Regions from separate parts of the Mus musculus genome. Here regions 1, 2, 4, 5 and 6 are each linked to region 3. The links are chromatin contacts, called in public ChIA-PET, Hi-C, HiChIP or PLAC-seq and promoter capture Hi-C maps. All regions are on one chromosome and are shown on one strand. The core of a region is the stretch at or near the end of the contact, and the rest is flanking DNA. Distances in the headings are between cores, read along the strand shown. Region 1 holds the start of Sntb1 (syntrophin, basic 1). Region 2 overlaps Mtbp (Mdm2, transformed 3T3 cell double minute p53 binding protein). Region 3 holds the start of Taf2 (TATA-box binding protein associated factor 2). Region 4 overlaps Sntb1 (syntrophin, basic 1). Region 5 overlaps Sntb1 (syntrophin, basic 1). Region 6 has its middle 120 kb from the start of Gm46516.

Region 1 (4,513 bases), core at 1,012-3,511, 830 kb before region 3:
CAACTTTGGTCTCCTTTCATTCTGATGTAACTTTCAACCAGGAATCTATTTTCTTTCCATAGAGGTGTGCATACACAGAAGAAAATGTGCTTAGCACAGAGATTCGTGGAAAAGCCCATCCCAGAGCCTGCCATTTCTAATGCCTAATAGATCAATTACTTTGTGGGTGTGTCTGGCATGCATCTACTGCAGAGCCACAGAGGCAAAGCATTAGGATGCTGGCTGGGGGTTTCTGGTCCAGGGACAGGTTAGCTTTGATTTTTTCATCTTCACATTGGCATCCTGGTAGCAATGCCAACGCTAGTGATTTATATTTCAAAAGCAAACACTTAGTGATGAAGGGCCTGAAACCTCAGCCTCTAAACCAAAGGCCAGCTCCCCCCTCCCGACTCTCTCTCTCTCTCTCTCTCTCTCTCTCTCTCCCTCTCTCTCTCCTGTGTGTGTGTGTATGTGTGTCTCTGTCTCTCTGTGTTTCTGTGTGTGACTGTGTCTCTGTCTGTTTCTGTGTGTGTTTCTGTGTCTCTGTGTGTGTTTGTGTGTGTATGTGTGTCTCTGTCTCTGTGTGTCTCTGTCTCTGTGTGTGTCTGTTTCTGTGTATGTCTCTCTCTCTCTCTGTTGCTCTCTGTCTCTCTCCATCTGTCTCTGTCTCTGTTTCTCTCTGTTTTTCTCTGTCTCTCTCTCTCTCTGTCTCTCTCTGTGTCTCTCTGTCTCTCTCTCTCTCTGTCTCTCTCTCTCTCTCTCTCAGGTTTCTTTCCAACAGTGGTGCCAGCTGTGTTAGTTCCCTGGCTAACCCAGTCCAACAGGAAGGACTGAAGAACTTCCTGGGCTCCTGTCCCTGTTGTGGGCAGGTTTACATGAAAAAAAAAATGAAGATTTTTTTTTTTTTGAAGTATAGAAAGTTAAAACTTACAGGAGCAGGACAGTGGCACACCCTGTGTGAGCTGTAGTGACTTCAGTTTCTCAAGAAAGTCTCAAGTATTTTCATTGAGTTCTGTAATCCCTGTCAGGGACTTCACGGGGATTCCTGAGAGTTTTTAAGTATCCTTGATTAAGTAAGTCTGGAAAGAACTAGAGCTGTTTGCTGCAAATACCCATCACAGTGGGGTGATGACATGCATGTTACAGAAGACCCTCTTCCTACTGGCATCTTATCAGGAGCTTCACCTTCCAGAATTAACAGATTCTGCTTTTTATTTTGTCATCTGGAGAAAGGAGAGGGCACAGCAGGAAGACCAGTAAGTCTTAACACAGTTTAAGTGAACTGTGTGGGACCTGCTTAGCAGAACTCTGGGATGTTCAGCCATGGCTTGGGTTACAGTTAAGGTGGCATTTCCTGATTGGCCTAGGAACGGAACCAAGAGTTACAATGCCATCACCTTGGGACAGAGCAGCTTAAGAGCCAAACAAGCAGTTTTCAGGGAACTTGGAGAACAAACCTATTCTTAGCTTTTAAAGAAGACATTTCCTATATGGAATCTAAGAACAAAGGAGGGAGCCCTGAGAAGCGTTTGGGCTGGCACGGGGATGGGGTTGGGGGAAGTATGGAGCAATGCAAAGAGCAGACACTGAGTTAGACACTGTGTCCTGAAGATGAGGCAGACAGTGCCCCGTTGAAATTCAGGGTAGGTACTGAAAGAAAGCCCTCTTGTCTTCAAACTCCCCCAAAAGATGCCTTGCATTGACTTAGAGGATAGGAGTACGTGGCTTGATGAGGCTTCATTCTATGTTCTTGTGACAGTTTTCCCCTGACTTCTGGCACAGCCTAGGATCTCTCTCTCTCTCTCTCTCTCTCTCTCTCTCTCTCTCTCTCTCTCTCCCTCTCCCTCTCCCTCTCCCTCTCCCTCTCCCTCCTCTCTCTCTCTCTCTCTCTCTCTCTCTCTCTCTCTCTCTCTCTCTCTGTAGTTTCCTTCCCAGAGTCCTGGGATGGGGGTGGAGGGAGACTGAGTTGAGGCAGCGAAGGTCTGGTTTGAGGAAGACTTGGATCTTCAAACACCTGCGGGAGGAGAGAGGGGAGTTGACTCAAGAGGATAGAGTGAGCGCACCTACTAAAGGTGAGTGTGGAAACCCGTCGAAAATAGAGGGTTGAGAAGAAAAGGGGGTGGCGGCGGGGTTGGGGTAGTGGTTTGTGACCCGGTAGGTTTGGGGGAGCTGCGGCAAGGTGCGGCTGAGAACTGAGGCACCCGGGTCTGAGCCAGCGCGACGTGGGAGTGTGACGCTGCAGTGGCGAACAGGTGAGCGGCTGGGGCTCCGGGTCCCCGCCCTTGCCTCCTCCTACCGATTCTCTACAGCACTTGGCCGCTCCGCAGCTCCTAGGCTCCTCTCGGTTTGGGGTTTTGCAACTGGCAGCTGGCTTTTTTCCCTCCTCCCCTGTCGAGGGCTCTCCGTCTTCTTTTAGGTTGCTCCACCCCGCCCAGGATCAGGCGAGGGGGAACAAGCTCCGCCGCTGCAACTGGCGCCCGGCGCAGCCGCGAACACGGGGAGTGGAGTCCGGGGTCTGAGCGCGCGCTGCCAGGCATCTGCTTCTTCCGTGCCTCGGTTACCCTGAGTCCTCCCATCCTCACCCCTTCTCTACTTTTCCCCCGTTTGCAATCACATGGCATTTTAAGAATGCTGGAAAGATGGCGGTAGCGGCAGCGGCTGTGGCTGCGCCGGCTGGCGGTGGAGGCGCCCGGGCGCAGCGGAGCGGACTGCTGGAAGTTTTGGTGCGGGATCGCTGGCATAAAGTTCTGGTGAACTTGAGCGAGGACGCCCTGGTGTTGAGCTGCGAGGAGGGCGCTGCGGCGTACAACGGCATAGGGGCTGCCACCAATGGTTCGTTCTGCAGGGGCTCCGGGACCGGGCACCCGGTCCCCGGTGTCGCTCAAGCCCCGGACTCTCCCGCCGGGGTCCGCACCGCCTTCACCGACCTCCCGGAGCAGGTACCTGAGTCCATCTCAAACCAGAAGAGGGGCGTGAAGGTGCTGAAGCAGGAGCTGGGCGGGCTGGGCATTAGCATCAAAGGGGGCAAGGAAAACAAGATGCCCATACTCATCAGCAAGATCTTCAAGGGGCTGGCAGCGGATCAGACCCAAGCCCTGTATGTGGGCGATGCCATCCTGTCGGTGAACGGAGCAGACCTGCGGGACGCCACCCACGACGAGGCAGTGCAGGCATTGAAGCGCGCAGGCAAGGAAGTGCTGCTGGAAGGTAAGGGGTTAACCCTGCGCCGGCCTTATCCCGCAGTTCCACTTACTCTTCTGCGCGTCAGCACACTCACACTCACCAGCCACTTGCCCCAAAGCCCTAGAACCCCACAGTGCCTGTGTTTTGCAAAAGCAGTGGCACGACTTTCTTTTTTGACAACTTTTACTACCTGGGGGCAAACTCATCTTCACTTTGGCCCTGACCCAGGGCGCTGTACTAAAACACTGGAGTGCCTGGGTTTTCCTGGCTTGGATGAAGTGCTTTAGTGCACTGGTGTCGGAAGTTTCATACTTATCGGTACACGTGGTTTCATATTTTTATCTGCGGACAATCCAAATGTAATTTGGAGTCTGGGAAATGGACCGGGAAATGGAGAGTGGACGGAATTTGCATCTGCCCACATTGTAAAGCAGGGCCACTGACTCTAGGCAGCTCTAGTACTTTTCTACTTTGGCAAAAATTTTCACAGCCTAGGCAATCCAGCTGTGAAGACCTGAGAGGTAATAAATAAATAAATAAATAAATAAACAAATAAATAAATAAATAAAAATAAAAGCCAGAGAGAGGTGGCAGTATTTGAATGCTAAAACTCAGCCACCCGTTCCTGCTTCCCTTCCCTCCAGCACCAGAGAGAGTCCATGAGGCTGTGCAGCTTTGAGTAGTGCCAAAGGCTGGGAAAGATGTTGCCAATGTAGGCACAAGTTCACTTCCACTGCAGGGTGTTCAGCCGGTCAGTCCGGATTCCAGGTTCCCCTGGGTGGAGAGCTGGTGAAGTGTTTTCTTTTTTCTGCTGGTGTCTCCTGGAGAAGTGTGAAATCCACTCTGCATTTGTAAACAGATTTCCCTGCCCATGAATATGAAGAACTTTCGAAACGCTCTCTGAAAATCTGGTGTCTTCAACTCTATAATCATCCAATGGGTATAGACTAGGAAGTACCAGTTTGGATGTGGCAATATGGGGGTGGGGGTGGGGGACTCTGAGCGTTTCCTTTGCCCCAGCTCTGGTTTTCTGTCTTTGTAACTCTTAGTACACACTTTGGCTGGCACTCACACTGCGTGATAATTTCATCGATTTTTCTCAGCTTCTTCCTAACTACAGATTGAGTTGTTCAGAGATCCTTTATTTGGATAGGGGGCTCTCCGGAGCTTGTATCCCTCAGTGACATGCATGCAGGTTGAGGGAGTAAATTAACTCAGCTACTGAGACACTATTCCAACCTAGACTTTATAACGTGGTGGTGATTGACTTAAGCCCTTAAACTAAAATGTAATCAGTTCCCTGTTCACCCAACTGTCGTGCTGATGTGTGACTCTGGGAAGCCAACTTGCT
Region 2 (4,315 bases), core at 694-3,193, 550 kb before region 3:
AATGTTATTTTATTCTTCATAAATCCATTAGGCATATGGTTTTCTATTTAAAAAAAAAAATCACACAATGAGGTTTCTTTTCATGCAGAAGTGAGAAAGCAGGAAGTCCTTACCCGTGTGTGTTTCTGGGACCGTGATTCCTTCATTTGCTTTGATGATTTTGATTCGTGTGCTCGTTTTTGTCCTGAACTGGTCTTTGAGGTATCTTTGGAAGCTTCCCGGCCAGGCAGAGGAAGCCCTGACACACAGCGCTCTGCCTGAGGCTTCCTGGGTTTCCCTGTGTGATGGTGATGATTACTATTGCAACTCGCTTGGGAAGGCAAACAATCAGAACTTTCTGATCTCGTAAGTCTGTAAGGAGGGAAAAAGTACAAATGAAATGAATCAACAATGGAGCCTACTTTTCGCTTTTAATGTCACAACTATTTTCATTTAAACACAAATCCAAGAAAACTAAAATCTCTTAGTAATTTGCATAAAATAACTGACACCAAAGAATGAAGCTGTTTGTTCTTTAGTTCCGTGCTTATGCACTGTGGTAGTGCTGTCAACTTGACAGGATCTAGCCTCTCCGGACAGATGGCCTCTGAGTGTGCCTGTGGTGGGTTATCATGACCGCACTAATCGCTGTGGAAAGACCCATCTTACCGTGAGTGGGCCCCTCCCTCTCCGTCTCCATGGCATGCTAGACTGTCTGGGAGCTGAGCAGCACTTTGCATGGATTGCTCCCTGCTTGTGAGTGTGGGCGGGGTAAGTGCACTGCTTCTCCATCTTACCACAGTGACCTCCCTGCCATGAAGGACCGCAGACCTCAACTGTGAGGTGGATAAGCCTTTTCTTTTTGACACTGCTTCTGTCAGAGTATTTTATCAGAAAAGTAGCAAGGGCAGTGCTAAAAGAGAAGGCAAGTGATAACTAGAATTCAAGCTAACAAGGAATGTAATGAGCAATATTAGGATTCCTCTACTTATACACTTAGAACCCTAGAGGAAGCACTCATACCCTTCACTAAAGAATGTTACGAAAGAAACCACAAGCCTTTGTGCTATACCTGTGCAACGATCTGTGCAAAATAAGTACCTAAAAGCAAATACAAGTAAAACAAAAAAAATGATTCTTATTTCAGCTTTCCTAAATCATTTATATTGCTTCTACAATGACGCAGAAATGTTTTCCTTAAGCCGGACGTGGTGGCACATGCCTTTAATCCCAGCACTCAGGAGGCAGAGGCAAGCAGATTTCTGAGTTCGAGGCCAGCCTGGTCTACAAAGTGAGTGCCAGGACAGCCAGGGCTACACAGAGAAACCCTGTCTCGAAAAACCAAAAAAAAAAAGAAATGTTTTCCTTTTTCAAAGCAGACATTAGAAGCATCCTTCTGTTCCTCTCAGGCTACTGTACACTGTAGTATACAGTATACTTTGTCCAAATATAAATCTTTTTAACGCCTTTGCTTTGCAACTTAATCAGACATAAAAAAATGCCATGAACTAACAAAGTTGTCATAAAAATCATTTAGCTATTTCATAGCAGGAAACAGCATATTCGTATTTTCACCTATTCCAAAGATCTTCGAAGGTTTATTTCTACACATTTTATAGTTATTTTAAAGGCTTAAGTGTAGTCAGAACTTACAGCATATTTTATGCCCAGGGCTAAATCTAACACATGGCCTATAGATCTATAAATTCAGTATTTATTTTATCAACATCTAAATTCTAATATATTTGGACTATTTGGCTAGCAAAACAAAGTGTCTTGAAAAGTTCCATAAAATGTACTAACACTTTTGAAGCTTTATTTACATGTAATGAGTGGTTTTTGAATGGAGCCCCATGAAGCCTCTTGGTTGAAGGCCAATGCAAATAAAAGAAAGAGCAGAGAGAGAGTTAACAAAAAATTCCACCCTCAACTATCATCTTCAAAGGGCAGCTGAGCCTTCACCTACTGGGGGCACCTCTAGAGCTCTTGACTTGACAGCTTCACACACCCACTGTGCTGATGGGCTGAGCATCAACACAGAAAGCAAAAGCTCTTGGCTTTTCCAAGTCATTTCTTTTTACACCTTAGAAGCAAAACCAGTTGAGTACTCAAAATACAAACGAACTTCCTAGTATGAAGGAATGAACCAAGAAACCCATGCAATCAGCAGCATAAAAGTCTGAGGCAGACATGAAAGGAAATCCTCCCAGAGAACAAGATACTTCTCTGGAGACACTGTCCCTGTGGACTCGACAGGTCACCTTTTCTGGGGGTACAGGCAGCTGGGGTCTTTAGATCTCCGCTTCAATCCAGAAACTTCAGTCCTCAGTTCGCCTTGCAGTGCTTCTCCTTCGGGGACACTCTGAGGCTCTGACAGAACTGCAGGGGATGGAAGAGGGCTCAGCACGGTGGGGACTGGAAAACTGTCTCTGGTGCAGGTGGTCTGCGTCTCGTAACGAATAAGGCGCGACTGAAGTTCAGAAAATCCCCCATCTCTTTCTAAAGCTTTTTGGTCATCCAGGCAATATCTAAAATGAGAAAAGAGCGTTGAAATCAAATCCAGGAGAACAATGGGGCCTTTTTCCCTTTCTAAAAGAAAACAGCAAGACACTGTCTTAAAACTTGCCTAGTTCCCTAACAATTGTTAGAAAGTTGACTGAATGGCCTACTTCTCGGCAGCTCACATTTTTTTCTTAGTCTGCTATTGGACAAAAAGATTTACGAATGTGAAGTACAATCTAATTCCTCTTCGATGCACTTCTGTGGCTAGAGATTCAGTTCGTCCTTTGGATTATGTCCAAACTGGCATGGCTGTTGTTTTAATGCCTCTTAAAACTCTAGCCACCCCTGAGTTCTCAGCATGATGGGGATGCAACTATGGGAAATGCTGACTCTGCTGGAAAGGGTGAGTTCACTGTCAGCATAAAGATTTATAGGTATAACGGTATTCAACACTGAAATTCACTTGTCACCCGACTTACAGATTTTCTTTTAAACGTGTTGGTTGCCTGTATATCTGGGCTCTGGTTTAACCTAATCCAGTGAGTCAATGACGTATTAGCTGTGCAACTGCTTCTGGACTCAAAAATCCACGCCAAGCACAACAAAGAAGCAGGGAAAGCATCGATGGCCTTGCAAAGCTCTCCACATCCTCCCCTTTCCGTAACTGCATCAAGGACCACAAATGACTTCACCATGAATGATGGGTGGTCCAAGTAGAATAGACACAAACCTTTTTCATCTGTCCTTTCCACTGTAAAAGGGGTCTAACATGGCCCCTAATACCAGAGCTCATCTCCCAAGGAACATGTCAATTCTCGGACACCCGATAGCCCGATGAGGCTTTCAGAACTTTATTTCAAAGATTATAGGTCATAGATTTATATGGATTTAAGTCCTGGTTCCGTTACCTATTAGCTATGTGAATTCGGGCAGATTATTTTATGCTTCTGCTGCCTAGTGTGAAAATGTGATTTGAAGTACTTATGGAAGGAGGCCCTATCAGGATTAATTGTGAGTGGTGTACTAGGGTCAGACTTCAAAACATGCAGTGGCCACCAAATGAACAAGGCTGCCTCCATCATCCCCAGATTTACCCTCTACCATTGTGCACCTTACAGCACACCAGTCACATGGAGCATAATCAGAATGTAAACTGTAGTTGATGATTGCAGAGCCCAAGTAACCATTTAGTTACTAGTGTGACATCCCTGAGGTTAAGGAAGAAGGGTCATCTTGTTCTAGTCAATGCAGATAGATCTTATAATCCACTGGAAACCTGAACATATATACCACACACCCTAACTCCATCACTAGCACTTCCAAAAAAGGGTTTAAAGATGATTCTAAGACAAAAAGAGAATACACAGAAGAGCTGGCAGAATAGAGGTCATTGTTAGGAGAGAGACAGTGTTGTCAGTCCAAGGGTCCAAAATGACTGAGTCCTGTAGAATGAATAAATCTAGAGCTCTAATGTAGCAGGAGGAAACCGTGTGTGTTCTACTCCCCAAATTTCCTAGCATTAGACTTTCAGTGCTTATTACACATGGCAAAAAGAAGTAACTGTGTGAAGTGTAGCTATGTTAGCCTGACTGTAGTAATCATGCCACTCTGCAGATATGCAATACCATGGTGTTATATATCTTACATATACAGCGGAAATTCAAAGCTGCTTCGGTGATCCTAAAGTGTAGTAGTGTAGAGTGGAGGAACCCTGGTCTAAACTTGAACTATTAGCAATCAGTGCTTCAGTCAGAGGACTGACAGGCAAAAGAGTGGGTTTAGATCACAGATCCTGATGTTTGATTCTTTCTCTAGCCTTTGGTTTAGCTTATTG
Region 3 (4,043 bases), core at 100-2,599:
TTCAGCTTGGCCCTGCTCACTCCTGCTTAAAGATTTATTTATTATTATATGTAAGTACACTGTAGCTGTCTTCAGACACCCTAGAAGAGGGCATCAGATCTCATTACAGATGGTTGTGAGCCACCATGTGGTTGCTGGGATTTGAACTCAGGACCTTCGGAAGAGCAGTCAGTGCTCTTAACCGCTGAGCCATCTCTCCAGCCCTCTTTTTTTTTTTTTTAAATATTTATTTATTTATCTATCTATTTATTTATTTATTATATGTAAGTACACTGTAGCTGTCTTCAGACACTCCAGAAGAGAGCATCAGATTTTGTTATGGATGGTTGTGAGCCACCATGTGGTTGCTGGGGTTTGAACTCAGGACCTTTGGAAGAGCTGTCGGTGCTCTTAACCACTGAGGTATCTCACCAGCCCCCCCAGTCTATCTTTAAAACAACAGTTTCCACTGGGTATGATTATCACTGCACTTCATTCACCTGCATTTCTGAGAAGATTGCAACTTGGAACAAGCCTACTGCTACCTTGAGGGAATTGTAAAAAATTATAAGTCTGACGATGGTCCCAGCAAATGAGAACGCTTGAGGAAGTGGTCCTGCATAAAGATTGTGTAAGCCATTTATGAGCTCTGCCTTTACTTTGTGTGGGTTTAATAAATAAATGTTCATTGGGAAAAACGAAGTCTAGTTTTGGAAGGTTTAATAAAGTTATGGCTTTATTTTCCTAATTGGTTTTGTTTAGACGAAAAGTTCAAATTAATTTAAAGTCAGCTAACGACCTTGTCAGGAGTAAAAAAGATAGGTGGAGTGAAATCTGTGCAGGTGGGAAAATGTTAATGGACAATACTCTAACGGAATTAACGGACATTGGTTTGCATCTTTAACCCTCAAGAATAGAAAATCCACAGCTTCAAAAATGTCAAAAAGAAAATCTGTTAATTCATAAGACAAATACGGAGGCCATGGGACTTCTGGCTTGAGAGTTCCCTGCGGTCTGATTACACATTTGGAGTTTAAACCACAAGGTCCAAATGGGTGAGTTTGTTCTTGACAGCAATGGTTTCGGGACCATTACTAGGTCCTAGTCCCTCGCCCCTTCCATCCCTTCTTGTCTTCCACAAGCACGATTCGCCTAACACTTAACGTCCCTTCCTTCCTTCCCCATCTTCCTTTTCTCACCCAGTAAATCTTCCCTCTGCTCTCTTAATTTTAGAAATAGTTTTGAGACAAAGGAGAAAAGCCAGACGAGAAATCCCAAACTTATCGTGCAAACCCCGCCCACTCACGCCCGGACAAGACTTCCGGGTTCTGCCTCCGCGGCCGCGCCACTTCCTCTGACGTCACCGGTCAGAGGTGACCGGCAAGATGTCCGCAGGCGGCGGCGGCCGCTTAGAGCTCCTGTAGCGCGGCTCATCTGTGTGACAGGGGCCGGGCGGAGGCGGCTGAGAGTGGTCGGGGAGGGGACAGGAGGCGGAGGACGGGTGGCTAGGCGCTCCGGGTGCACGGGCCGCTACCGGGAATGCGCTGCAGCGCCCCGTGCAGCCTGAAAGGCGAGCCCCGCAGGAGCTCTTCATGCCGCCCACCGGCTTAGAGTCCTCCAGGATGAACAGGAAGAAAGGAGACAAGGGCTTCGAAAGCCCACGGCCGTACAAATTATAAGTACCTTTCCCCTACTCCGTTTCTCGCCCTGCTCTGATTTTGTTTTCATTGATTCTGTGAGTGACTTGATGAGTCCGGGAAACTAGTGGGAAATTAGAGCCCACTCCAGGGGACATGATGTTTGTAGGGTGAAACGGTTTTGAATAATTGTTCAGCATACTCCTTCCCCGCCCACGGGCTCATAAACCTTTCTTAAAGTACCGCTATATTTTTTTGTCAAGACAAACCTTTTCATGGCTGTTGCTCGATTTAAAATAAGCAGGTTACTCATTTTGTAGAATTCGAAGACAAACTACTGTGTGGTTTTTGAGCGGCTCAGTATATAGTCCCTATTCGTACTTAGATTTATGCTTTCATATAATAATAGTCGTTTCTTTCTTTTTTTTTATATATACAACCCATCAGGTCGTCTGTATCAACAACATAAACTTCCAGCGAAAATCAGTTGTGGTAAGATCACTCCCGGTCATCATAAGTCAGCCTTTCACAGTTCTTGGGGGGGATTCTATAGTCTTCCAGATTATATGGTGCCCCAGAATAAGACATAAGAATTCAAGTCTAGTTTGCTATACATGCTGTTCTCTGTTCTCCCCACCTTTTCCCATTTCCTGATTAAAATGTTCAAATATGCTAAGTATATTGTGCAATAGGAAGTCTTTATAGTCAAACACCTTCACATTGTGCATTAGACAGGACAGCCTGTAGTCATAGCAGTCTTAGATTCAGCTGTTCATTTATGGAGTGTCATTTGGAATATTTGTCACACATTGCTATTTGGGGATAGAACGTGAAAACATTAGGGAGTATTTGTAATTTAAGTTTTTACTTCAGCAGTATAGGAAACTCATGATACCTCTCAGTGAAGCTTAGCATTATTAGAGTCAACGTGATTGATAGAATTATACTGTGTTAGTTGAATTGCTCTTGTCTATAAGACATTCCTTTTTTGTTGTTGTTGTTGTTTTGTTTTTTGTTTTTCAAGACAGGGTTTCTCTGTATAGCCCTGGCTGTCCTAGAACTCACTCTGTAGACCAGGCTGGCCTTGAACTCAGAAATCCGCCTGTCTCTGCCTCCCAAGTGCTGGGATTAAAGCATGCACTACCACTGCCCGGCTATAAGACATTCCTTAAGGGATATGTATATTAACCCATTGATTCTTCACTGTAATCTCTTGACACAGATAAGATTTAAGTCCCAGCTCTTCCCCCCCCCCCATCCTGCTTGCTCTGGCCATATTTATTTCATATATGTGGGTACACTGTCACTGTCTTCAGACACAGCAGAAGACAGCATCGGATGCCCATTGCAGATGGTTGTGAGCTACCATGTGAATTGAACTCTGGACCTCTGGAAGAGCAGTGGGTGCTCTTAACTGTTGAGCCATCTCTCCAGCCCCCTCAGTCCAAATTTTATGAATGAGGGAGCTGAGTGTATACAGGTAAAGGGAAAATGGGTAAATAACGTATTGGTAGAAGAACAAAGCTACTGCCTACATGTAGCCCAGCAAAAGAGCCTCTGGTGGACATTGTTCACATGTTTGTGCTGTTACTTTCTGTAATCCACAAGAGAATATGCTTGCTTGCATTTAGTATCCTGGAATAGAGAAATGAACAGTCCACCTTTTCCACCATAATAGCCCTTACTTCACTGGGTAGGGACCCATTATTATAACTTATAGGGCTAAACAAGTAAGCATTAGTCCTATTCTAATAGACTTGATCTATAATATCATTTAGTTACGTGACCTCTAAATACTTCCTGCTTGACTACTGGACTGTAGGGATGTTTGAGAGTTCAGATGTTCAATTCAGAAGAACCAAGATTTGATAATATCAGCAAGGTTTGGTGAGGCTTTTTGTTTTGTTTTTGTTCTCAGAACAGATAGTGTCCTGGCATACTGTTGCAGATCCTTCTGGCTATTCTGAGAAAATAGATTCAGGAGGCCGTGTGGTAGAGAGTGGTTTTCCACTTAACACAGAAGCCTCTATTCTAGGGCTGTGAACTGGCTTAGGACTAGAAATTATAAATCATCTCTACTGCTGTAGCACTGTGAGGCATTTTTCCCCCCCCAGAAGACCTAGAATTTTTTCTGTTTACTGGGCAACCCCATCAAAAACTATCTGTTTATATCTTTCTTCAGCACCTGATAATGAGTGAACTATGAAGTTAGTTCTGTGGGTCAGAATACTATGTTTAAGATGGTACAGTGGTACAATCCCAGTTAGGAGGTTGAGGTGGGAAGATTAATTGAGCCTAGGAAATGTAGACCAGCCTGGGCAAAGAGGAGAAATCACCTCTTTATAAACCAACTGAACATGGTGGTACACACCTGTAACCCCCATTCTGGAGGTTGAGGCAGGAAGATTGGAGGTTTGATATGATCCT
Region 4 (4,406 bases), core at 1,848-4,347, 760 kb before region 3:
ATGGGGTACAGAGCTAAACAAAGAATTCTCAACTGAGGAATACCAAATGGCTGTGAAGCACCTAAAGAAATGTTCAACATCCTTAGTCATCAGGGAAATGCAAATCAAGACAACCGTGAGATTCCACCTCACACCAGTCAGAATGGCTAAGATCAAAACCTCAGATGACAGCAGATGCTGTCGAGGGTGTGGAGAAAGAGGAACACTCCTCCATTGTTGGTGGGATTGCAAGCTGGTACAACCACTCTGGAAGTCAGTCTGGCGGTTCCTCAGGATGATCCTTACTTCCATCCATTTGCCAGCAAATGTCATGATGTCCTTGTTTTTAATCTCTGTTTCTTGGTGTACTGTTGAAATACCTTAAGTCCACATGAAAGTTTGGTCTTCCCTACTCGCAAGATAAAGTTGAAGTACAAAGATGTTAAGAGCCCTGCTTAGGGCTACCTGACTTGCTCTAGTGCTCCCAACCTAACAGGCCAGTATAGAGAAGATATGTAAGAGCTAAGTCTTCCATTTACAAAACTAAAGTCTTTGTGAGCCCCTTTTAAAGACATCACTGAATGATTACGATTCACTAGAGTACTTTCCAAGGTGTAGCAGGTACTCAGCTTGGCTGAGTGGATATCTGAGTTTATGAAGATGGTAATTACAAATGAAACACCACCCTGGTGTTGTTGATAGATTTGTATTGGATGTTTGTTACATGTTCAGAAGGCTGCTTTCGTAGTCTCTGTGTCTGCCCTTTGACCTGATTTCATGGTGTTACAGGAGAAGAAGTTAGGATATTCAGGCTCTGTACAAAACTATGTTGGTGGGAAGAATGAATACAGCAAAGCAGGCTTTGCCTTAGATGCATATTCCCAGTTGCCATGGTGCATTTGTTCTGAGTGCTGATGATAAACTGGGCATGGCCTCTGTTCTGCTCTGTCAGCTTACTCAGGAAACAGTGAACTTTTCATTTCAGGCTCTTTCTTAAGCCTAGTTCTGGGTGATATTAACTATGATTATAGCTACATATAAATGATCTAAAATCAGCCTTAAGTTACTAATGCATGCATAGGATACATCATTCACAAGCTCCAGGTCTCAGTGTTAACCTACTTATCTCTTTGTGACCCACTCCCCATCTAGACCCATCCAGCCACAATTTCTAATTTCTTTCAGGTTCCTTCTAAACAACTGTACGTACTTGTCATTCAATACCTCGAATACAAATAAAATTTAAAAAAACAAATCTATCCATCATGTTGGGAATCATTTGTAAATTTAATTTTATTTAACGAATTAATTCACAAAGGCATCCGACAAGTAAGATTGGGCAGAAATCTCTCTGGTAATCATCCCATTGTAATGTTCAGAAAGATTTGTCCTAGGACTTAAGGCTCTACTCTATCATAGCTTCTCTGTGGTCAGGTGATATGGCAGAAAAAGCATCAACCCTGGATGGAGTCAAACTCACACAGAGTAGGCTGACCATTCACTGGCTTGATGATCTGCAAACCAAGAATAATGAGGGGTTATGACTCATCTCAGTGTTGAGCATTCAGTGAATTTGACTCCAGAATGGTGGAAACACCTGCTCTTTCCTGAATTTGGACCCTAGTAGTCATTAGGGCCTTCTGCAACCCAGCCACTCTTGTTGCAGTACTTGGTATACAGCAGGGAAATGTACCTGACAGACACTCTCCTGTTCTCTGAAAGTAGCGACCAGCGTTACTGCACACTGCTGCCACCCAGGCCCCTGCATGTATATAATCACAGCTTGGCAATCACATCATCTCTGTGTGCAGTTGCCATGATGATCATGATTTTAACGCTAGAAACTGGACAGTACAATAACTTGCTCACAGTCATCTTTCAGGTAAAGGGCAGGCCATAAATTGCACAGCATCTGCTTGCTTGTCCCTCACACTCCTTGCCTGCCTCTTGTGTGGATCAGATGTTCTTACTCTCCATCAGCATAGCCCTTGGACTCCATAGAAAAGAAAAGAAGTCGTGACTGTCAGCCTGCCTGGCACTTGTCCCCACAGATTTTAGCACACTTTAAGTTTATTGTATCTAATATAACGAGAGGAGGCTGACTTTGACCCACAGGCCACATAGTATTCATCCATGCTGTGCTGACCAGCAGGTAAATGTTTACTGAGTGGGATTTCTGTTCTCTCCCATGCCACTCTCCAGGAGAACCTCGATGCCTCTCAATCTATGGCTCACAGCAGGCTTGGTACAACTCCTGCAGTATAATGCCTAATAAAAAGAGAAAAAGCGTTGACTGGGAAGACTGGCAAATGTTATTTAAGCTGAAGAGGGCCACTACAGCTTGACTATTAGACCATTAGCATGGGTAACGCCGGGCTGTGGGTCTGCCAGCCTTCCAGTTTCAGATTGTTATGACTTTCTAATTGCCAAGCTTCTTCCCCAGTGCCAGAATGTGCCTCTTCAAACCCCAACTGCAAGTTCATTGTCGATTACAATCAGCTACATGCTCTCCTACATTGTGGATCTTTAATGGCTTTCATCCCGCACCACTGACAGAAACTCTCCAGATAATGGCTCTAATTCCTTTGAAAACTCATGTTTTTGCTTATGTACACCGGAAAAAACAAGCTCTGATACAATTGCTTTCCTTCTGCCGATTTTCCTTTTGACAATTATCTGAAGAGAGCCTATTTCAAAATACTTACATTATCTTTAATATTCTTGAAATACATTTATAAATTAATTTAGCTCTTTGAATAGTTGGGGAAATAGATATTTTAAAATTATATGTAATTGAAAGACAAGCTTAATTCATGAAGCATAGTTTTACCATAGTGTGCCTGGAGCAGATAGTGCTTGCCTTTTTGTAACAACAAATAGATCTCTGACCCAGAAAAAATTTCCACTCCATGGTCAACAATACCTCTTAGAAAGTCTACCAAGCTATAGATGATAACCACTGACCACTAAGCTAGTATCGTGTTTTTAAGTGACAGTTGATGTCTTAGGAATATATTCAGAATTGACTTTTTGAGGCTATGTGAAAACAGTCCTTACATAATGCTCTGCGTGATGTTTGCTTCTACAACACTAGTAGACAGAGGCAATACTTCCTGTTATGTACATGGGGGAAACCCACAGCCCTTAGTGAGTTGGGAGGGAGGGGTAGAGAGCACAAGATAGTGAGTACTGAACTCTCAAACTTCCCTCTCATCTCAGGCAGAACAGATGGATGGGAATGTACTACAGTCAGCATTTATAGCTCCTTAACTCCTTTAGTTTTCTTCTTTTTAAAATATAACAGTTACCTTATTGTAAGGAACTCACAAATAAAAACAACCCAAGGTTAAGTTAATGTAGACACTCAAATCCCCTCCTGGTCTCAGACTTTGTATATCTCAATAAACTTCTCTAGTTAGCAATAGCATTCTGAAGGTGTCTCCACACCAGCTCATTACTATACCCTTCCTACTCTTCTTTCTCTTCGGGCTTAACACTTTCACTATCAGTTACAGTTACCAGGAAAAAAAAACATGAAAGAATTGAAGTTACAAAAACAATTATACACACTTTCATGAATCCTGTGCCCAACCTTCTCCATCACCCTCTGTTACCCTGCCTTGTTTTCCCTTCTAGACATTATATAACATACACTGTGTACGTGTGCGTGTGCGTGTGTGTGTGTGTGTGTGTGTGTGTGTGTCTTCTGGGCATGCACCCAGGCAGTTCAGTAACCTATCATAGAGATATTTGCATTTCATGCTTATTGCTACTTTATTACTACAGCAAGGATCTATTAGTAGATAAATAGATAATGAAAATCTGGCATATAGAAAAATGAAATATTATTAAACTTTAAAGAAAAACAAAACCAGTAAATCCACATGAAAATAAATGGAATTCAAATACATAATACTATGTAGGGTTGCCTAATCTCAGAAAGAAAAAGACTACTATGTTCTCCTGTATATGCAGAGTCTTTACCTATAATATAGTGATAGATTTTTTTATACTATTAGGACCAGTGATCTAACTTACTATCGGTGTTGGAAGATATTGGCTTAGTAATAGTGAGGATTAGCTTAAGGTCACATTTTAGAGAGACCCTGCTGTGTGAGATAATGAAGTAGCTGCCTTAGGACAAGGGAATGGTGTTTTAGGTTTCCTTTCAGCCATTCAGGGCTCTAAAGTATTGAATGTTGTAGAACCTTCCCACCAGAGTGTCCTCTCTTCCTCGGCTGTGACTATTGCTGCCACAAACTGACTTCCTTTGATGGTTTCCCCACTGAGGGCTTCTCAAAAGGTGGAGTTAACGTGGAGTGAGAAGAGGATTAAGGTGCAGGTGGTTTATGCAGGACTTCAGCTCAAGAAGCAGAAGATTGACACAGGGATCCCTAGTCAAAGTAGGAAGGATGTAGTCATGAGCT
Region 5 (4,420 bases), core at 805-3,304, 780 kb before region 3:
GGGAATTGGTTTTGTTTTCTCTTTTTTATATAATAGTTAATTGGAAAGAAGCCCTTGAATCCCAAGACAAACTTGTAAAGGTAAAGATAAATTGGGGCCAGCTGTAAGACCAGATGTTTTCTCCCAATGCCAATGCCAAAGTTGTCACCAAGGCAGGTGCAGGCATGATCGTTGAGACAGGCTTCTTGCACATAAGCTGTAGCTTGGAAAATTTCAAATCACAAAGATATCAGAATCTGCTGCAAGAAAAAGAAGTGGAAGTAGGTACAGAGAAAAATGACTACAAGAAGTTTCATAAAAAACACCCTGTCTGAAATGACCCCTCTCTCTACCCAGTTGTCAGTCATTACTAGGAAACACCTTTGCATAGTCTCCGAGATTGTCTTAATATGTACAACATGATCTTGGCCTAGATGAATTCATTAAACTTCAAAGGCTGTGGGTTTTTTCCACACTACCTGCCCTCCCCTTCCCCTACACACCTGTATTTCCTCCTTGGTGTAACTGAACTCCCTCACTTGTCCTTTTGCTGACATATGAAACCTCCCTGCATTGTCTAGCCTCATCAAAACGTCTCCATTTTATACTACGACTCTGTCCTAGCCAACTTGTTCTCTTGGCAATAATAGGTGGGTAATTCAATGAAATCTAGGAATCACAGGTAAGATTTCTCTCCCTGGAAACCTCCTGTCATATTTAAGCTGTGTGCTTATTCTGTGAGGTTTCAGCACCCGAGTTGTAGTATATTGGAGCCGAGGCTCCAGGAGGAAGGGTTCATTTGTATTCACCAGGAACCCTTCCCATACTTAAATCAGAATTCCCTTTTCTCATGCATAAACCTGGTTCCACGTGGAAGATGGCAGCCTGCCTTTCATTTTCCACCTGACACTTCATGACAGATGGAAACATCCCTTCCTCTTCTTTCTCCTCCTTATCTTCTCACATCTTTCCCTGAACAAAGGAGCATCCCTGACCCTTCCTTAGTCGATTCCATTTAAACAGAAAACCAGATACACCCCCAGTGTATTCAATTATTTTGTAATCAATTCCCTTTCTACAGCATCTTCCTTCAGAGACTCGGAGAACATTTTACAAATTGTACTGGCACCATTTTTACAAGTCAGAGCAAAGAGGCCTGCCTCTGGGAACAACAATTGAGAAGAAGTGAAGACGGACAAAACGTGTGTGTTATCTGAGTTACGAAACACCTAGAAAAGCCAGCTTGACAGACAAATCACTAATGAAGGAATTTCAAGCTAGCCAGGTGCTGTGATCCAGTGATGATCCCACTGAATTTTTTTCACATTATAGACATAATGATTGAATGATTGCTTAGATGAAAGCATGGATTCGGAATAACTATTGTGTTCATGCAATGTAACAGACACTGGGCTCAGTCCTGTGAATATGAAGGTTTTAGGGTGTTGCTGTATAATACAGTGGAGTGGAGACCAGACCCCAATGCTTGCCTTCAGGGAGTAGCCATAAAGATGTGAGACAATAGGCACAGTAAATGATTAAGTGACATGGGACAGGTATAAACAGGAAGGTACCACCTAGCTTACGTGTGGTGGCTTCCTCAGAGGTGGTGTTGGTGTTTGTTTGTTTGCTTGCTTGCTTGCTTGCTTGCTTGCTTGCTTTATTTGATTGGTTTTTTTGAGACAGGGTTTCTCTGTCTAGCCCTGGCTGTCCTGGAACTCACTTTGTAGACCAGGCTGGCCTCGAACTTAGAAATCCGCCTGCCTCTGCCTCCCACGTGCTAGGATTAAAGGCGTGCACCACCACTGCCTGGCTTAAAATAATCTATTTAAGTTGAATACTTTCTTCATAAACCCTGATGTCTAGAGGTTTATAAAGTAAAAATATAAAAACTTTGGGAGAACCATATGATTGCTCTGACTCAAATACTCAGGCAGTCTCTTCCCCCAAAGAGAAAACAGAATCCAAATTTATGAGGGTCTGGTCCGGTCACAGAGAGCATGTAGCAGCATAGAACCAGAGAGCAGTCACTGAGCCACGCCCAGCCATACTGTGCAACTAAAAACCCAAGACAGGCACTTGATTCTAACGGCCTCTTATTCTGTTTCAGTTTCCTTCTTTGCAAATCTTTATCAACATTTATATACAAGACTTTCATAACAACCCAAAAATTCAACAGGCAACCACAAGACAAAACCTCTTCCCTGTACACAGGCAACCACAGGACATGGCCAGCAAAGTAGAATAAACTTCAGAAGATGGGTGTATAGAAGAACTGCAATCGTGCGTGTTAAGTATATTGAACCAACTCTGAGACATGGAAAAATCAATACATTTAAGTAGACTCCTTCAGAATGAGAAAACTTTTCAGTAGGTCAACTGCTAGCATCCAATGAAAGGGAAAGTTTAATACACAGCCTTGGTCACAACTGGGGTTGAAGCACACAGAAGAAAGACTATTTTCCTTCCTATTTAGTGTTCAAGTTTTCCCAAGAGTTAATTGTAAAAGTTGGGGAAAAAACAGATTGTTGAAAGAAATAGCTAGAAATAGGGTATAGCTAAGACTTCCTAATTTATCACTGGACTAAACCACTCTAATTTTTTTAAAAAGACCTGACACTGATTCCATTTTTTAAAAGCCTGGCAAATTAAGACAACTCTAGTAACAAATGTTAAAAACAATAGCTGTAATGATGGCATGTGGCTTGTATTTGCTTGCTTTGTGTCGTGCATTTACATTACAGCCAGCCTGTATAGTTTTTATACTGAGCACCGGGTACCACACCACTTGAGAGAGATATTATTACTAACAACCTCAAAAGTCACTTTAATGGTGTTAGTGCTCTCATGTATGTCGAACAGGAAATGCAAGCTCTAACAGGTGCATTTTATCCCGTTCCTACAGCTGTGAAGGCGCATGGCTGGGCATAGAGTTGCCTGAGTCTGTCTGCCCCTCATCTTTCCATCCCACCATGTCTAATGAAACCAGAGCACTGCACCACATGGTGACAAAAGTGTGTGTCCGTTGTCAGTGTTTCCGTACCATTTTTGTGTTCTGGGCACTGAAATGGTAACCGCTTTGCTCCCGGAAGGAATTTCTATGCTTTTATTTTTTTTCTCTGGAATTCTCTGTCCTGAGATGGTGGGCAAATCGAAGACCTAATGTGTTTCATTTTCTAGAGGCTACTCCAAAAATGATTCAGTGGGGCCACAGAACTCCTGAAACCTGAGCCTGACTTTCCCAGACAGCTAATCGCTTCACCATCCAGTCTCCACCATTACTGCATGTGCCAGATGCCTTAGCAAATAGAACCTTCATGCTTAATTTCCAGACCACAGTTCCCAGACCGCAGAAGTTTGATGGCTACATTTTTTTTTTGCTATTCCATCATTTCTATTTATGTGACTAGATATATTTTTAGAGCAGGTTTAAAAAAGATGTGGGGGGAAAGCCCACCCCAAAGAACTTCCTGGTCTAATAGAGAGGATGCTGGAGTCTTCACATCAGCAGAAGGAACAGGATGTTGGCTGTTGCTACAACATATTTGGTTCAGCAGTGGGCTGTCATTTATCTGAGGGGATGTCTGGTTGTAGGAGGAAGGGGGAGCAAATGGTTCTGGTTATTTATGGATCCCATGAATTTTCATCAATAGGCACCATGCACTTCCAATGTTGATAAGCATATCTATTCTAGAGTTCACCAAACACAAAATGCTTGGTAATATGTCCACTTATTTCCTGTGGGAAAAGACTAGCAAAAGAAAGAGAGAAAATAGCCATTTCATATCTCTCTTCCCAGAGACAAGTATGTTTAAAACTGAGCACACTGCTCTGGATTGTTCGATTTGTATGTGAATGTATGTGTGTGTAAGTATGTGTACATACATGTGCATACATACAACTTCTGGTTTTTAAACAAAAACTAAGGCATAACTTTAAATCCTACATGTTCACATGACTAGTTTTTCACTTGAATACACACCATGAACATCTTCCTCTGGGGGGGGGGGGACCTCACTTTTTCAAATATCTAACGGGCTCTATAAGATGCTGGCTGCTTAGATTTTTTCCTACTAACAGAGTATGCATAGTGACATCTTAGTAACTCAAGATTTGTTCGATATCTCTTATTACCATAAATTAAATGAGTAAAGGTGGGCTTTAATGGACTGTAAGTCCTGTACATATTCAAAGAGAGTAAACTGTACCAGAGTAAAGTGGCTTCAGGGGACAGTCTAAATATAGGAAACACCATGTTTATCACACTCAGTAATAAACCATTATTTTAAAAGCTGGTCATATAATTTATCTTAATATGGTGATAATTGGCACTATTAGTCTTACAGAAAAAAATGTATCTTTTTCTTTACAAAAACACCTGTTTGGCTTTCTTTTCTTTTCTTTTTTTGTAGTTGTGTAAGATTTTAGTTGGGAGGGGGGG
Region 6 (4,375 bases), core at 1,003-3,502, 970 kb before region 3:
AGGGAAATGATTATAGGACTTCCCTACCCAATGAGTGAACAAAAAAGCCAAGGTCATTCTGAATGAGAAGTCCTAACTCTATAATTGAGCTATTAATGAAACTCATGCTCAAATCCAGCTCCTCTCTAATGGGGTACTTTTTGCCTATTGTTTTTCCACTGGCCAGAATGTATGATACCAACTTTGGCCACACCTCTGCAGTCTGATCACGGAGGCTCATAGTCCACAGACGAGCCTCTGGTACCTGATCGGCACCTCTGATGGATGGCACTCTTTCTGTCACAAGGGACCATTAAGCTAAAAGCAAATGCCCTCCCTCACCATGAGACGGCCTGGTCAGGCACATGGCTTCATGCAGCTTAGGGTGAAGTTAGTGGCTATGCTGTCACTGGCCTGATTCCTAGACTGCTTGGATTACCACCCAAACTCCGCTCTCCTGAAAAGTACCTATTCTGGAAAGTGTAGGTCTGGGGAGCCACCTGCTTATTTTTATGTTCTAATTATTCTACTGTGGTCAAAGATCTTAATCTTCCTGTTATCAATTACTGGGCCTTACGAAATCCATTTTTATAAGCTTGTAAAGAATGCTTAGAAAGTATTGGGTTCTGTGTGTTAATTGTGTGTATAAATCTCGTTTTTTTTCTTTTTAATTGTTGATCACTGTCTTTTTAAAATGTATTGAGGTAAATTTCTTAAAATATCTTATAATGAGAGTAGAATTATGAATTTGTCCTTTGTAGTACTGGGCTCTTGCTTTCTTCTTTGCAAAGCTACATTATTAAATTTGTAAAATACCCCTGAGTATTACATACTTTTACTTTGTCAGCATTTACCAGGGTCAAACTTCTCAGATTTTAGTTTATTATTTCATTTTTTTACCTAATGTTAATAATGCTAAATTATCTTTAGTTTTAATATTAATTTCTTGGTGTGTTTTTTACTCAGGCCATTTTACAGAAACTAACCGTACTGTTTTGCGACTTGGATATGTCTTTTACAGTGAACATATAAGTGGACTTTTTCTGGAATAAAGGTATATTCATTCAACAATTAACGGTGAGTGTATCTTATCATCTGAGGCTGCAGCTAGTTGTCCTGGGGATTCCCTATAATCTCTAAGGAGGCCCACAGACTCACCTGATTTAACCTGGATTTCTTTCCTTATCCAGAAACTGACCAGGACCTACAGTAGTGTGGACTTTTCTGAACTTTCTTCTCCATCTTCCTTGATATCATCTATTATTTGTACTTTGATTTCATTTTTAGGTACAAGGTTTTAGTAATTACTTATTCTGTTGAATCAGCAAATTTTTCAATTAGAATCGCCTCATCTTGTTTGTAAAGATAAGTTTAATTAATGCTAGGTCATTTCATCCATAAAAGCTTCTTAAATGAATATACATAAACTACAACGGAGACATGGAGACAGAAGGCCTAAATGACTCCCCTCCTTCTGAAGTAGCTTCTATGTCCCCCAGTATACCTCCTGAACTGTGGCAGGAGTCTCCAGTGTCATGACACAGGCAAGCCACATACTAAACCTGGGGAGTCCCCCCGGAGAGTGGTAGCCAAGCTCAGGTAGGACAGCCAAGAAGCACAAGCTGTAGCTGCCTACTAATCAAAGAAGTTGTAATTGTTTTAAAATATGTTAGGTCATTTCATTAAAAATTAACGTTAACTGTTGGCCTGAATCCAGAAGAGTGGGAAAATGCACTGTAGGGTGATAGTCCTAACACTTTACCCAGAGGTTCTCATGACTCTGTCCTAAGATCAAGAAAATCCCTATGGCTTAGAGACTTTGAGCCACTGGGTACACAGACAGAAACTGAATAAAGACCACTTTCCTCAAATAATGATGAGTTTAGTACAACCCAACACTTACAGTAATCGTTCAGATGGGACAAATCTTTACCATCCTCTAAAACCTGCCGCAAAGGGCCATGGGATTCTCTGCTGTAACACAGAAGAACTGCGAAGGTTATTCCACTGGCTTTCGTGGGTATTAATCCTACCCTGTTTAGTCTCTTCAGCTGGTAGGAGCCCTTTGGGGGCACGTTAAGATAGCACAAACGCACAGCCCTTCTCAAGAATATATATCACATACATATATTTTCACCACTAAAGTCTTATCATATGATCCGCCCTCTCTGAAGTAAGTCTGTTCTACCTGTGGGACCATTGGTATTCAGGGAAACAAACACCAAACACCCTAGGGCTTCACTTTGTCCGGTGTTACCACCTGGTGCCAATAGATGGCAGCAATACCAAGGGACTGCGTAGCCATGGCCGCGGGGAATGTTTTGTGTTACCTTTTCAGTCTAGGTTGTTTTGGTTTTAAGGGCTCAGATCTGTGCCCAGGAAAACATGGTGGTGGGTAGATAAACAGCCTGGAAAATCCTCTCTATTGTCTCACTTCATGTCTTCTCCCACTGTTTCCTGCCAGAGAACTGCTTTCTGGGGTCAAAATTCCCTCTAGGCAGAGTGTGAGGAAATACTAATACATTGCCATCTTCTGTCGGTCTAACACTAGAGTTTGATTGTTCTAATGATACAAGAAGGATAAAAACCTACTGGAGCAAAGAGTCTGTGTCACGTGGTTTGTGCGAGCATATTTGAAGGCGCCTTGGACAATACGATCCCTCTCCCCCTCCCCCTCCCTTCCCCCCCTCTCCCTCTCCCCCCACCCCCCCCCCCTCTCTCTCTCTCTCATATTTTTTTTCTAACTTTAGCCCAGATTGCTTCATTCAGGAGGACTTAAAATTGCTCACCTTACATAAACTCAAGGATAACGCACAAAAGGGAAGAAAGGGGGATTCCCATTGATGAGATTTGAACTAGATAAAATATCTGAAGACTTTCCTGGGAGAAGAAGAAAAATAAAAGGAAAAAGGAAAAAACAGTGGGTTGTCCTAAAGGAACCAACTTCCACTGAGCTGGGTAGAGTTCTCTTGACCAATAGTCGGCTCTGGTTGACTAATGAGAACAGAAAGGACATGATAACACAGCTGCCACAGAAGCAGAGACACAAACCCCACTGCCCTGTCTTCTTCATCAGTAATCAAGATGGTTTCTGAAGCAGAAGGAAGTTCTTCAAGGAACTGGTAGGCCTTGACAATGAAGTCCTTATCTTGACGTGGGCAATAGGGGTATTTCTGGTACTTTTGAGTATAATCTAATATTAGCCAAAATAGCTACCCGTCAAAGACAATGCTGCTAAGCATAGCTTCCCTTTTATTATTTTTGCATTCATTTTACCCAAATTCTGTTTTCTCACCTCAAGTGACCCCTCAAAGAATGCTCTATAGGAACCGAAAAGCCCAGTCTGAATCAGACCTACCTTGTTTCATGTATCGTTTTGTGTTTGTAATAAGCTTAGCCCAGATACTGTGTCTCTTTAACTCTAGGCCTGCCATTGTGTGTTGTTAGTAGACCAGAGTTCAGAGCTCGCTCACTATCACGCAAAATACATTTAATAATCATGGTATACAATCTGATAAGCAAGCCATCTTTCAAATGGACCCGAGTGTCCTCCAAAATGCACTTTTCCCTCTGGACTGTTCAGCTCAGGATCCACTGAGCTCATTGGTGTCAGTCTCCCCTGTCCTTGGGGGTTCATAGTACTTCCCCTTGGCCTTCTGCCATGCACGTGTTCCTCTGTCCTGAAAAGAAAATGGAAATTTTGGGCCATAGAACGTTTCAAATAATAGGTGCACTGATGCTATACTGTCAAATAATTTATTCTTCTGTGACCATGCACAATTAATACAAACGTGTGATTAGAGTACAGAGTTTATTCTCTGTGTAGGGAGGATCTGACCCCGTTTCAGTTGTATTTGTCTCAGGACTCCCATGATTCCAGCTCTCCCCACTTGCTGATGTTAGAACTGATCAGTGAGCAGGGAAAATGTTCATCTGATAAGCCTCCATGGTCAGGGTTCCTGTCACTCATTAGTTAGTGGTCCATGGATGATCATTGTCTAGGTCCAGCATCCTTTAGAATTAGCAAAGTGGAGACATTCTATGTCGTTCCTGCAAAATCTGTTAGCCAGAAGAATTTGAAGGAAGAGTTTCCCCCTCCTCAATTGAGTGATATAAAACAAAAGAAAAACAAATAAGCGGTACGATAAATGCTCTACTCTTTATTTTTTTTTTTTTTCCAAAGAGTAGGTTGCTGCCCAACACCCTCCCAAGGACCTTTGCTCTTTCCCATTTTCCATATTTGGTGCATTAAATGTTGGGGCTTCTTCTCTCCATCTCGAGCCAGTGGGGCTTCTTGAGGTTAACACATATTCTGATCATGATTTCACATTCATCACAAATATTTTCTGCCCCACCTATAGAATCTATCACTTTTCCAAGGAACCTGATTCCTTTC

What was found. Promoter capture Hi-C pulls out the DNA fragments that hold promoters and counts their contacts. Hi-C and Micro-C count contacts between places; a contact is called where the count stands out from the background. ChIA-PET counts read pairs in DNA pulled down with a chosen protein or histone mark. HiChIP or PLAC-seq counts read pairs in DNA pulled down with a chosen protein or histone mark.
Region 1: a promoter capture Hi-C map of liver shows a contact between it and region 3, with 3 times the contacts expected there. The contact joins the promoter of Sntb1 here to the promoter of Taf2 in region 3. A contact is called at or near these places in 10 of 39 promoter capture datasets (the C10 cell line, embryonic stem cells, hippocampal neurons and 5 more), 1 of 115 datasets of contacts at active chromatin or transcription factors (memory CD8 T cells) and 2 of 9 other capture datasets (embryonic stem cells and liver).
Region 2: a contact with region 3 is called in an H3K27ac HiChIP or PLAC-seq map of large pre-B cells, with 4 times the contacts expected there. The contact joins the enhancer-like site here to the promoter of Taf2 in region 3. A contact is called at or near these places in 4 of 39 promoter capture datasets (the C10 cell line, liver and stem cell-derived epiblast-like cells) and 2 of 115 datasets of contacts at active chromatin or transcription factors (embryonic stem cells and large pre-B cells).
Region 4: a contact with region 3 is called in a Hi-C map of B cells, with 8 read pairs. The contact joins the enhancer-like site here to the promoter of Taf2 in region 3. A contact is called at or near these places in 2 of 39 promoter capture datasets (the C10 cell line and liver), 1 of 484 Hi-C or Micro-C datasets (B cells) and 2 of 9 other capture datasets (adipose tissue and liver).
Region 5: a contact with region 3 is called in an RNA polymerase II ChIA-PET map of memory CD8 T cells, with 8 read pairs. The contact joins the enhancer-like site here to the promoter of Taf2 in region 3. A contact is called at or near these places in 5 of 39 promoter capture datasets (the C10 cell line, embryonic stem cells, hippocampal neurons and 2 more) and 1 of 115 datasets of contacts at active chromatin or transcription factors (memory CD8 T cells).
Region 6: a promoter capture Hi-C map of liver shows a contact between it and region 3, with 5 times the contacts expected there. The contact joins the enhancer-like site here to the promoter of Taf2 in region 3. A contact is called at or near these places in 13 of 39 promoter capture datasets (the 3T3-L1 cell line, 3T3-L1-derived adipocytes, the C10 cell line and 9 more), 2 of 484 Hi-C or Micro-C datasets (Th17 cells and uterus), 2 of 115 datasets of contacts at active chromatin or transcription factors (bone marrow-derived dendritic cells and large pre-B cells) and 3 of 9 other capture datasets (adipose tissue, liver and macrophages).

Annotation. Positions count from the first base shown.
Region 1 is chr15:55,904,697-55,909,209 of GRCm38.p6, reverse strand. Sntb1 (syntrophin, basic 1) reads left to right here and starts at 2,261. Exons shown (of 7, transcript NM_016667.3): 1 at 2,261-3,186. The coding sequence starts at 2,619.
Region 2 is chr15:55,615,674-55,619,988 of GRCm38.p6, reverse strand. It overlaps Mtbp (Mdm2, transformed 3T3 cell double minute p53 binding protein), which reads right to left. Exons shown (of 22, transcript NM_134092.3): 18 at 2,241-2,507; 19 at 114-351. Among named protein-coding and RNA genes, the nearest start is that of Mtbp, 60 kb to the right of the region's middle. Within about 2 kb of position 1,943, at least 4 of the 459 cell types and tissues checked have an H3K27ac peak or open chromatin away from gene starts, as enhancers often do.
Region 3 is chr15:55,069,458-55,073,500 of GRCm38.p6, reverse strand. Taf2 (TATA-box binding protein associated factor 2) reads left to right here and starts at 1,349. Exons shown (of 26, transcript NM_001081288.1): 1 at 1,349-1,654; 2 at 2,054-2,108. The coding sequence starts at 1,572.
Region 4 is chr15:55,827,857-55,832,262 of GRCm38.p6, reverse strand. The region is part of intron 1 of Sntb1 (syntrophin, basic 1); the gene reads left to right. Among named protein-coding and RNA genes, the nearest start is that of Sntb1, 77 kb to the left of the region's middle. Within about 2 kb of position 3,097, at least 83 of the 459 cell types and tissues checked have an H3K27ac peak or open chromatin away from gene starts, as enhancers often do. A contact at or near this core is called in B cells, adipose tissue and liver, where this site is marked.
Region 5 is chr15:55,848,910-55,853,329 of GRCm38.p6, reverse strand. The region is part of intron 1 of Sntb1 (syntrophin, basic 1); the gene reads left to right. Among named protein-coding and RNA genes, the nearest start is that of Sntb1, 56 kb to the left of the region's middle. Within about 2 kb of position 2,054, at least 51 of the 459 cell types and tissues checked have an H3K27ac peak or open chromatin away from gene starts, as enhancers often do. A contact at or near this core is called in memory CD8 T cells and pre-B cells, where this site is marked.
Region 6 is chr15:56,044,953-56,049,327 of GRCm38.p6, reverse strand. No RefSeq gene overlaps it. Among named protein-coding and RNA genes, the nearest start is that of Gm46516, 120 kb to the right of the region's middle. Within about 2 kb of position 2,252, at least 30 of the 459 cell types and tissues checked have an H3K27ac peak or open chromatin away from gene starts, as enhancers often do. A contact at or near this core is called in adipose tissue, liver, neural stem cells and 1 more, where this site is marked.